2 separate regions of the Gossypium hirsutum genome follow, and region 2 is linked to region 1. The links are chromatin contacts, called in public Hi-C maps. All regions are on one chromosome and are shown on one strand. Each heading gives the region's core, a stretch centred on a gene start, on an enhancer-like site or on the middle of the called end of the contact. The rest is flanking DNA. Distances are from core to core; before and after follow the strand shown. Region 1 holds the start of LOC107917971 (ATP-dependent zinc metalloprotease FTSH, chloroplastic). Region 2 holds the start of LOC121204538 (phospholipase D delta).

What was found. A called contact is a pair of places that touch in the nucleus more often than the background predicts.
Region 2: a contact with region 1 is called in a Hi-C map of leaf, with 2.1 times the contacts expected there. The contact joins the promoter of LOC121204538 here to the promoter of LOC107917971 in region 1. A contact is called at or near these places in 2 of 34 Hi-C or Micro-C datasets (both in leaf).

What each region holds. Positions count from the first base shown.
Region 1 is chrA01:20,436,122-20,440,190 of Gossypium_hirsutum_v2.1, forward strand. It overlaps LOC107917971 (ATP-dependent zinc metalloprotease FTSH, chloroplastic), which reads right to left and starts at 2,420. Exons shown (of 5, transcript XM_016847427.2): 1 at 1,146-2,420; 2 at 639-885; 3 at 373-556; 4 at 12-183. The coding sequence starts at 2,420. It overlaps LOC107917375, which reads left to right and starts at 3,097. Exons shown (of 1, transcript XM_016846733.2): 1 at 3,097-4,069. The coding sequence starts at 3,097. The coding sequence ends at 3,933.
Region 2 is chrA01:21,226,105-21,230,526 of Gossypium_hirsutum_v2.1, forward strand. LOC121204538 (phospholipase D delta) reads right to left here and starts at 1,289. Exons shown (of 10, transcript XM_041074556.1): 1 at 1-1,289. The coding sequence starts at 825. It overlaps LOC121203433 (hippocampus abundant transcript-like protein 1), which reads right to left. Exons shown (of 13, transcript XM_041074629.1): 11 at 4,265-4,343; 12 at 4,117-4,187; 13 at 3,406-3,901. The coding sequence ends at 3,824.

The DNA.
Region 1 (4,069 bases), core at 1,170-3,669:
GAAAAATTTACCTGTTGACCTAAGAAAGGATTGCCACCACCTCCACCAATGGCAACTTGTCCAATCTTTTTGCTGAATCCAAATCTTTCAACCATCTGCCTTGCCACTCGTGAGACTTGCATAAAGTCATTCGATGCTCCTGTTGTCACATTTTCCTCCCCGAAAATTACTTCTTCGGCAATCCTGCACAAGTAATGAGGAGAAAACTCCTTAAGATGATTTGAGTAGAAAGATGCCGCTAGATGTTCTCGCTTTCTACCTATGGTGGCAGATTCCATTCTATCTCATCCAACACTAAAAGGGGCTTACGATTAAGGTTGGGCATTTGCCTCACACAAAATTTTTAAGACAAATAGAACTTGAGAAACTGACCTTCCACCAAGTGCAACAGCCATCTGGTTCTCTAAGTAACTTCGACTGTAGAGACCAGATTCAAGCCTCTCTTCACTCGGAGCAAAAAAGGTAAGGCCACCAGCTTGACCACGAGGAATGATAGAAATCTTAGCTACAGGATCATATTCAGGCATAAGTGCACCAACTAAAGCATGGCCAGCCTCTGCAAACCGAAGTGCATAAAGCAAGTCAAATACCCAGCATCAAATCATAGCTAAAGCAATAACCAGGGAACAAATGCATACCATGATAGGCAACCAATTTCTTCTTCTCATCAGAGACAACAGCATTTTTCTTCTCTGGTCCAGCAATGATCCTCTCCAGAGCATCAGATATTTCATCTTTGCTTATCTCCTTGAGGTCGCGCCTGGCCGCAAGAATGGCAGCTTCATTCATCAGGTTCTGTAAATCAGCTCCGGTGAAACCTGGGGTCCTCCTAGAGATCTTTTCAAAATCAACATCCTTTGCAAGTGCCTTTCCTCTGGAGTGCACCTACAATGAAGTACGGGAAAGCTTAATAGGATTGAAGGCACTAGAAGTTTAGAACAACAAAGGGCCAAGCAAAGGTTGACAATGAAGTTGCAAGCTAATGACAAATTATTTCACTAAATTTCTAATTGAAAGAGAATTGAAATTTCACCATGACATAACAACTCTTAACACTACTTTCCAAGTGCAAGCATTCATATTCCCCACAATATGCCAAATGCATTGAAATAATCAAGTAAGCAATGTGTTGATAAATGACTAACCTGGAGAATCTTCACTCTCCCAGCAACATCAGGCCTATCAACGGTAACCTGCCGGTCAAACCTACCCGGTCGCAACAAAGCGGCATCAAGAACATCCGGTCTGTTGGTTGCTGCCAAAACAATGACACCAGAATTCCCTGAAAATCCATCCATCTCAGTCAACAACTGATTGATTGTCTGCTCTCTCTCATCATTTCCTCCTCCAAGACCAGCTCCTCTCTGTCTCCCAACAGCATCAATCTCATCAATGAAGACGATGCAAGGAGCCTTGGATTTGGCCTTATCGAATAAGTCCCTTACTCTGGATGCACCTACTCCAACGAACAACTCCACAAACTCAGAAGCAGCGCATGAGAAAAACGGAACCCCGGCTTCTCCCGCTACTGCTCTCGCCAATAGAGTCTTTCCAGTACCAGGAGGTCCAACCAATAAACAACCTTTCGGGATTTTAGCTCCTAAAGCTGTGTACTTGTCTGGGTTCTTCAAGAAATCGACAACCTCTTGGAGTTCTAATTTTGCCTGGTCAGCTCCCGCTACGTCGGAGAAGGTAACACCAGTCTCTGGCACTTCCTGGAACTTGGATTTGGATCGTCCAAAATCCATGGGTCCGCCAAGCCCACCGGGGCCACCTGGACCACCTTGAGCCCGACGGAAGAGGAAGAACAATCCAGCGAAAGCAAGGAAAGGGAAAAGCAAATTCCCAATAAAATTGAAAAGCCCATTACCGGAATCACCCTCGGATACCGAAATATCGACGCCATTCATGGCTAAGATGTCGATGAGGTCAGGGTCATTGGGGACAATCACGGTGGCTCTACGGCCATCAACGGCGGTGAGTTGGAGGGCAGAACCGTCTTTGCTGAACCTGACTCTCTCCACTTTCCCCTTCTTGACTGCGTTCAAGAATTCGCTGTACCTCCATTGGCTGCCCTCCGGAAGATCGGAGGATTGAGATTGAGGCTTGGGAGCAGTTAAGAGGAGGTTTTGGGAGAAGGGCGACTGGTTCGATGGGCTTGGCTTCGTAGGCTGGGCTTCAATTACAGGTGGCGGAGTGGGTGGGGCGTTGTCAACGGCTAGTGCTTGTGGGGCTACGGCAGAGAAGAGTAAGGCAGCAAGAGTGGCATGAGATTGGAGGGTTTTAACAGTGTGGCTAGAGTTGGGTTTCTTGTTGAGGATAGATTGAGTAACCTGCAACTTTCTTGTAGTTTTTGGTGTTGGAGGAGACAGTAAAAGTTGAGTACCAAAGAAGTTAGAAGAGAGCAGAGAGTTAGCCATTGATGGCGGTAAATGAGAGGGGAGACAATCAGATCCTCTTACTATGGGATGGTATGGGTATTAATAGGTTGATTGTTGAGTTGGTGTGTGAAATGAAGAATTCAAATGGTGTGGCTAAGTTGAAGTTAGTGATTTGGGAGGCGTAAGAGAGTTGAATTTAAGCAACGCCAAGGAGTTTGATGTCGCTGGGCTTGCGTCTACGTGTTCCTCCTTTTGTCCATCCGTTTTAAATATCTTCTTCCTCACCTCTTCTATCTCTCACATAAAATTCAATGCCTTTTTTTTGTCTTTACATACCTTGTAATTTATTTTCTAATTTCTTTGAGGAAATTGTTGGGACTTCCAGTTGATATACCATTTGCCTAATTGCACACCTACCAACTTACATCATTATATTTAAGTTAATGATTTGGGTTTTTCTTCTCTATTTAAATGCCTCAAGGTTCATGAATGTTAAACCATAATTCTACCGGTCGCCTCATGTCTTGCAGCCATGGAGCACTCGCGTTATATCCATAATTGAGTAAGCTGTAGAGCTGCCCCGGAACTCACGACATGACAGCCAATGCAAGCTTGGAATTATAGAGTTTAACACTTATCCCTTTCTCCTTTATATATATGTATATATATAAGATCAATTTGGGTTGTTTACAAAGCACAGAAAAGAAACACATAAATGGCTGCCTCAACTGGCCATGTTCGTTCAAGCAGTTTGCCAATCAATACTCATCCACTAGTTGTAAGTGTTGAGGAGCAGTTAACCAGATTGAGGGCATCACAACAAGAAACATCCTCGTCCATGAGCAACAGATTGGGAGGTTTAAAAGAATTGTACCACCGAGTTGATGATTTGTTTCAATTACAGTTTCCCAGAGCTCTTTGTATTGAACATTTAGAGGATGTGTTGGATGGATCTATTAGAGTATTGGACGTGTGTGGCACCATTAGAGATGTTTTGTCTCGGATGAGGGAGGGTTTGCAGGGACTTGAATCCTCCCTCAGGCGAAGAACTGGCCGTGAATCCTGCTTGGAAGGTGAAATCAGAGCTTATATGGACACCAGGAAAGAAATGAATAAAATGATCAGAAATTTGAAGGGAATGGACCGGAAATGTAAATCAGTGGTGTTGGACAATGATTCTGAAATGGTGGGTGTGGTGAACATGCTAAGAGAAGCTGAGGAAATTAGCCTTTCAATGTTTGATTCCCTCTTATCTTTTCTTTTGCTTCCAAAGCTAAGATCAAAGCCTACCGGCTGGCCTATTGTTTCAAAATTATTGCACTCGAGGCGTGCTTTGTGCGACCGAATGGAAGCTACTGAAGCCGAGAAACTAGAAGTCGAGTTGAGTCTCTTGAAGTCAAGCAAAGACATCAAACTTGAACAAGTGCAAAAATTATTGAAAGATCTTGAGGCATTTCAAGCTACCATCAAAGAAACAGAAGGGGATTTGGAGTGCATCTTTAGACAACTATTGAAAACCAGAGTTTCCCTTCTCAACATATTAAACCACTAATGACCAACAAAATTTTGTAGCATATGATTTTGATCTCAACTGTACACATATACAGCATAAGAAAAGCAATATATTGGAAATTTTTCATCTCCAATTGCCTCTCTTTTTCTGATTTTTTCTTATTATTAATATTCCC
Region 2 (4,422 bases), core at 39-2,538, 790 kb after region 1:
ATCCCCTAAACTCAAATTCCCACCGTTTGGCAATGGCCGTGTCGGCTCTCTTACGAGCTTCACCTGCGAAAAAATCGACCATCCGGCTATGTAAACCAAATGATGCGCTTCTAAAATTGCGTGACAGATATCTTCCCAACACGACTCGTGCTTAAACACGGTTCCATTCTCCAATTCAATCTCTGGCACCATCGATTCCTGGATGTGCGCGTCTTGGTATAAAGTAACGGAACCCCCGTGCCGGACAGGGAAATAACAGTTTCTTATTCCGAATTCGGTTGGGTTTGCCGCCATCCCATATCTGTATGAAGGCATTTCCTCGCATTTGATGAATCTCATTTCCAGGTGAACCCCGCAGTCAGGTTTAGGCGGTTTTCCATAAGAACCAATTATAGGGAACCAACCGCTAATGGTTTCACCGGAGAGAACCTTAACCGCAGGCACCGTTCCGACTCCGATTAAATCAGCGCCGAACAAGTCATTATCCTTAACGTGAAACTCGATTTGAGATGTGGGGTGGGCGAGGGCTAGTTTGAAGCGCTCGTTCCAAATCGGGTTTTGGGAATTCGAAATCACGCGCGTGCGCGCCACCGTAGCACCGGCTAGGCAAACCGTTACGTAAGGGTCGCTGGTGATGATATTATGGTGGCGGTGGTTCTTCTTCTTTCCTCTAGTACACGGGGCTTTGCACACGTCAAACACCGTGAAACATCGACGGAGACGCTCCGCCATTAAATCCATGTTTGGCAGACATCGAGCTTCGATGATTTTCAAATCAAGGTCGCCATGCAAAAACACAACAGGATCCGAAACATCTTCCCCCATTGAATCAAATGGAGAAATAAAGAAAAATTATTCAAAGACGGTCAATGAGAAAAATGAAGATGATACATAGCAATGTAAAACGTAGGCAAGGTAGGTTAAAGGAGCTTGAAAATGTTTTTTGTTTTTAGTAATTTATTAGTGTTCATATTGGTGTTGGCAATAACCGGAGAACAACAAACTCACTGCCGTGTAGGGACGTTATTTTCGAAACAGCAGAATCCCAGTTTGTTTTCTCCGACTAAAGCCAACGGCCAAAACCGAAGGCTGTAACAGGGAGCGGAATTCCAGAAGTTTACGGTTTTGTTTCTTTTTGGCTAATGTGGGTTATGTTTCTTATTTATGCTTGGGAAAAAGGTAGTGTTTTAAGAAACACGTGACAGTTATTTACGCCAGGATTTTCCGGGGTTTAAGCTACACCATTTTGATCTCATGTCATAACCATTACTTGTTTTTACTTTTCTTTTAAAACAAAACATGATTCAGTGGAAGGTTGAAAGGGGAAACGAAAAAGGAAGCAAAAGGGGAAAGTTGAATGAAAAGCTCAAACCAACTGGTGAGGATGGGGTTGGAACGTTGCGTAGTTGTCAGTCACGTGATGGCAGGACGTTTCTCAAGGTCCCATGCCACTGCACCACCATGCTTCATTCAAGCATTTATGCCAAAATTATTTGATTCTGCAATCGAGATCTAAAAGTTTTCAAAACCAAATTTTAGATCTAATTTTTGAAGTTGTTCATTATTTTTTTTGTCTTTTTTTTTTTTCACTTAAGATTGTCCTTTAAGATTAATTAGTTTATTCAATGGAAATTTTATTAAAATCATAAGCTGCGCGCTGACAACAATCCGAAGTTTTGGAAGGGAACGGCAGGGATTTTGGTTGGTTGTTTTCCAGCTTCACTTAATCTCAACTCCCTAATTTATTTTGTAATCATTCTATCCATATAAAACATCATTCATACCTCTCAATATTTTTTATCTTTCACCATTTATATATAACCAAATATATCTTTGATTCTTAATGTCATTGTTTATAAATATAGCTTAGAACCAATATGTTGAAACAAGGTAGTGGCTAAGATGGTCTAACACTCTTTGAAGCATTAAATAAATAAATAACACACAAATTTTCTTATAGTTGTATAGTCTAATTTACACTCTATTTAACAATTACAAATAAACTTACTTAATCACATACACTGGAATAATTTTTTTCATTTTTTTACTTTGAAAATATGATACTCTCATCACCATATTCACACTTTATGAACCCAACAAGTAAAATCACAACACAAAAGTTTACTATCAAAATACTACTCTTATAATAATATTCTCACAATAACATATCAAGTGTCTACATTCATTTAGACAAGTCTCTTAAATGTACAGACTTTATTTTGAGACTTGTTTACAATGAAGATCTAATTTAATCCCATTAATACAACAATACCATAAGAAAAATGGATTAAAATAATAACACATAATGTAAATATGAACTCTTGACCGCTCATCTCACAAAATCATCATCCAATCCAAAATCCATGATTCAAAAGTTGCATTGGTAATTTTGAATCAATTCAATCACCTATATACTATTTCCCAAGCAATATGATCTTCTATAATAGCTAAATATCAATCATACAATCAATATAACCCAATAAAACAATTCAATAAATTGTCAACACCCTAAATATGGAAACTTTCGTCCATAAATTTGATAGGCAAGGGAGTGGATACTCTCTCTAACACCAAATTGCCAGTTTCATATTTTTCAACAAATAATTTACATGTTGTAAAAAACTAAAAGTATTATAATATACTTATTTATTAAAAAAAAAGTATGGCAAAAAAATATGAACATAATTTATTTACATGTCCATGCTATATGTTATAGAAATATGCGTATTTATAAAAAAATGTTAACAAATATTGTGGAGAGGATATTTGTTGTTTTAATTTTTTTTTACATTAACAATATCAACTCAGTATAATATAAAAAAGAAACAAAATTGAATCATACTAACATATTGTATTTTTTATTACCTCATTTGTAGGTGAAATTGGGATGGTCCATTGTATGCATGAAAGAGAGATATCATGATAATTTTTAATGACACAAATATAGATTTAAATTTAGATAATGATGAACTCTATCAATGACTAATAAATGATGATAGTAATAAAGAGTGATGTTGTAAATGTTAAATGTTAAAAAAGAGAATTAAGAAAATAATATAGAATGCTAGAGAAATTATATAAAATTGCATATGATGTTTTAGCGATTGTATTATCAATTACTTTCTTGGACTAACAAATTACATATGATGATTTGATTTTAATTTTTGTTACTCTTTTAAAAATTCTTACAATTTGTAATATCAAACATCACATGAGATTACGATATAATTACACTTTCATCCAATTACTTTGTGCTGTCAAAACATACCCTTAATGTTTGAAGAGAGACGAAATTAGCAAGTGCATAAAAATATTTGAACCCATGGCCTATAAAAATATATGAACATGAGACCTTAGACCTTGCTGTTTTTAAGGCATTGGCTTAAGAAAGAAGACAGACGAGTATCCTTGAATTTGGTTATGCCCCCAAACTTCTTGCAGTTTCACCTGCAGGAAAGCTTCATTTCATTTAATGCCAACCAAACATGCTTTTGTTTTTTCTCCCTACCTACAAACTAAAAACTCACCATATAATAAAAAGTTCAACGGATCATAACTCCCAATTCTAAACAAATAAAGACATGGTACATAATGAATTAAAAAAAAATTCATAAATCATGTGCTTTATAGAACGAAGAACCACCATGCAGTGCTTCTTGCGAATGCAATTGAAACAAGGCTCCTTGCAGCAGCACTGATCCACACCATTTCAACTTGAGAAGTTATATTTGAACATTTCCAGTGGTTGCTAATACGTATATTCTCTTTTATAGTAATGCAAAGTTCAGTAAGGAATAATTCAGACCTTGCTTGCCTTCTCCATTTAGTGCAAGTTGCTAACTCTTTCACTTGAAATTGGAGGAAATGCCCTTATCATTAGACTCTGGACAAACGCTATCATCTGCATCAAAAATTTTCTATTAGTACATGAGTACGAGATATGACCCTCCAACAACAAAAATCACAAAAAAAGAAATTGAAAATATCCCAACACCAGCACCCAAGTTTGACTAACATAGACTGAAGGACTGAATTTATATTACTGCATAACATGTCCACAGTCGACTTTCTGCATAGAGGAAAAGAATACCGACTATGAACAAATGATGTTCTTACCGAAGCAAACCCAACGCACATGATACTGAAACCAGGGAAATTAAATGGTGCTCTTTCCGACAGGAACAAAGCTGGAAGATTTGAGTAAAGTATGTCAGTCGTAAGTTAGAAGGAGCCTAAGGATGAAATGACTGGAGTTTTAGTTAACCTGTTAAAGGAGAGAAAAGTAAAGGAGAAGCAACATTAGCAAAGGAACCTATGCCTGATATGAACCCTTGAGCCTTCCCCTGAGAAAAAGAGTCAAAAAGGACAAAGGCATTAGTCTGATTTAACAAACAAATAAACAAAACCAAAGTAACCAATCAG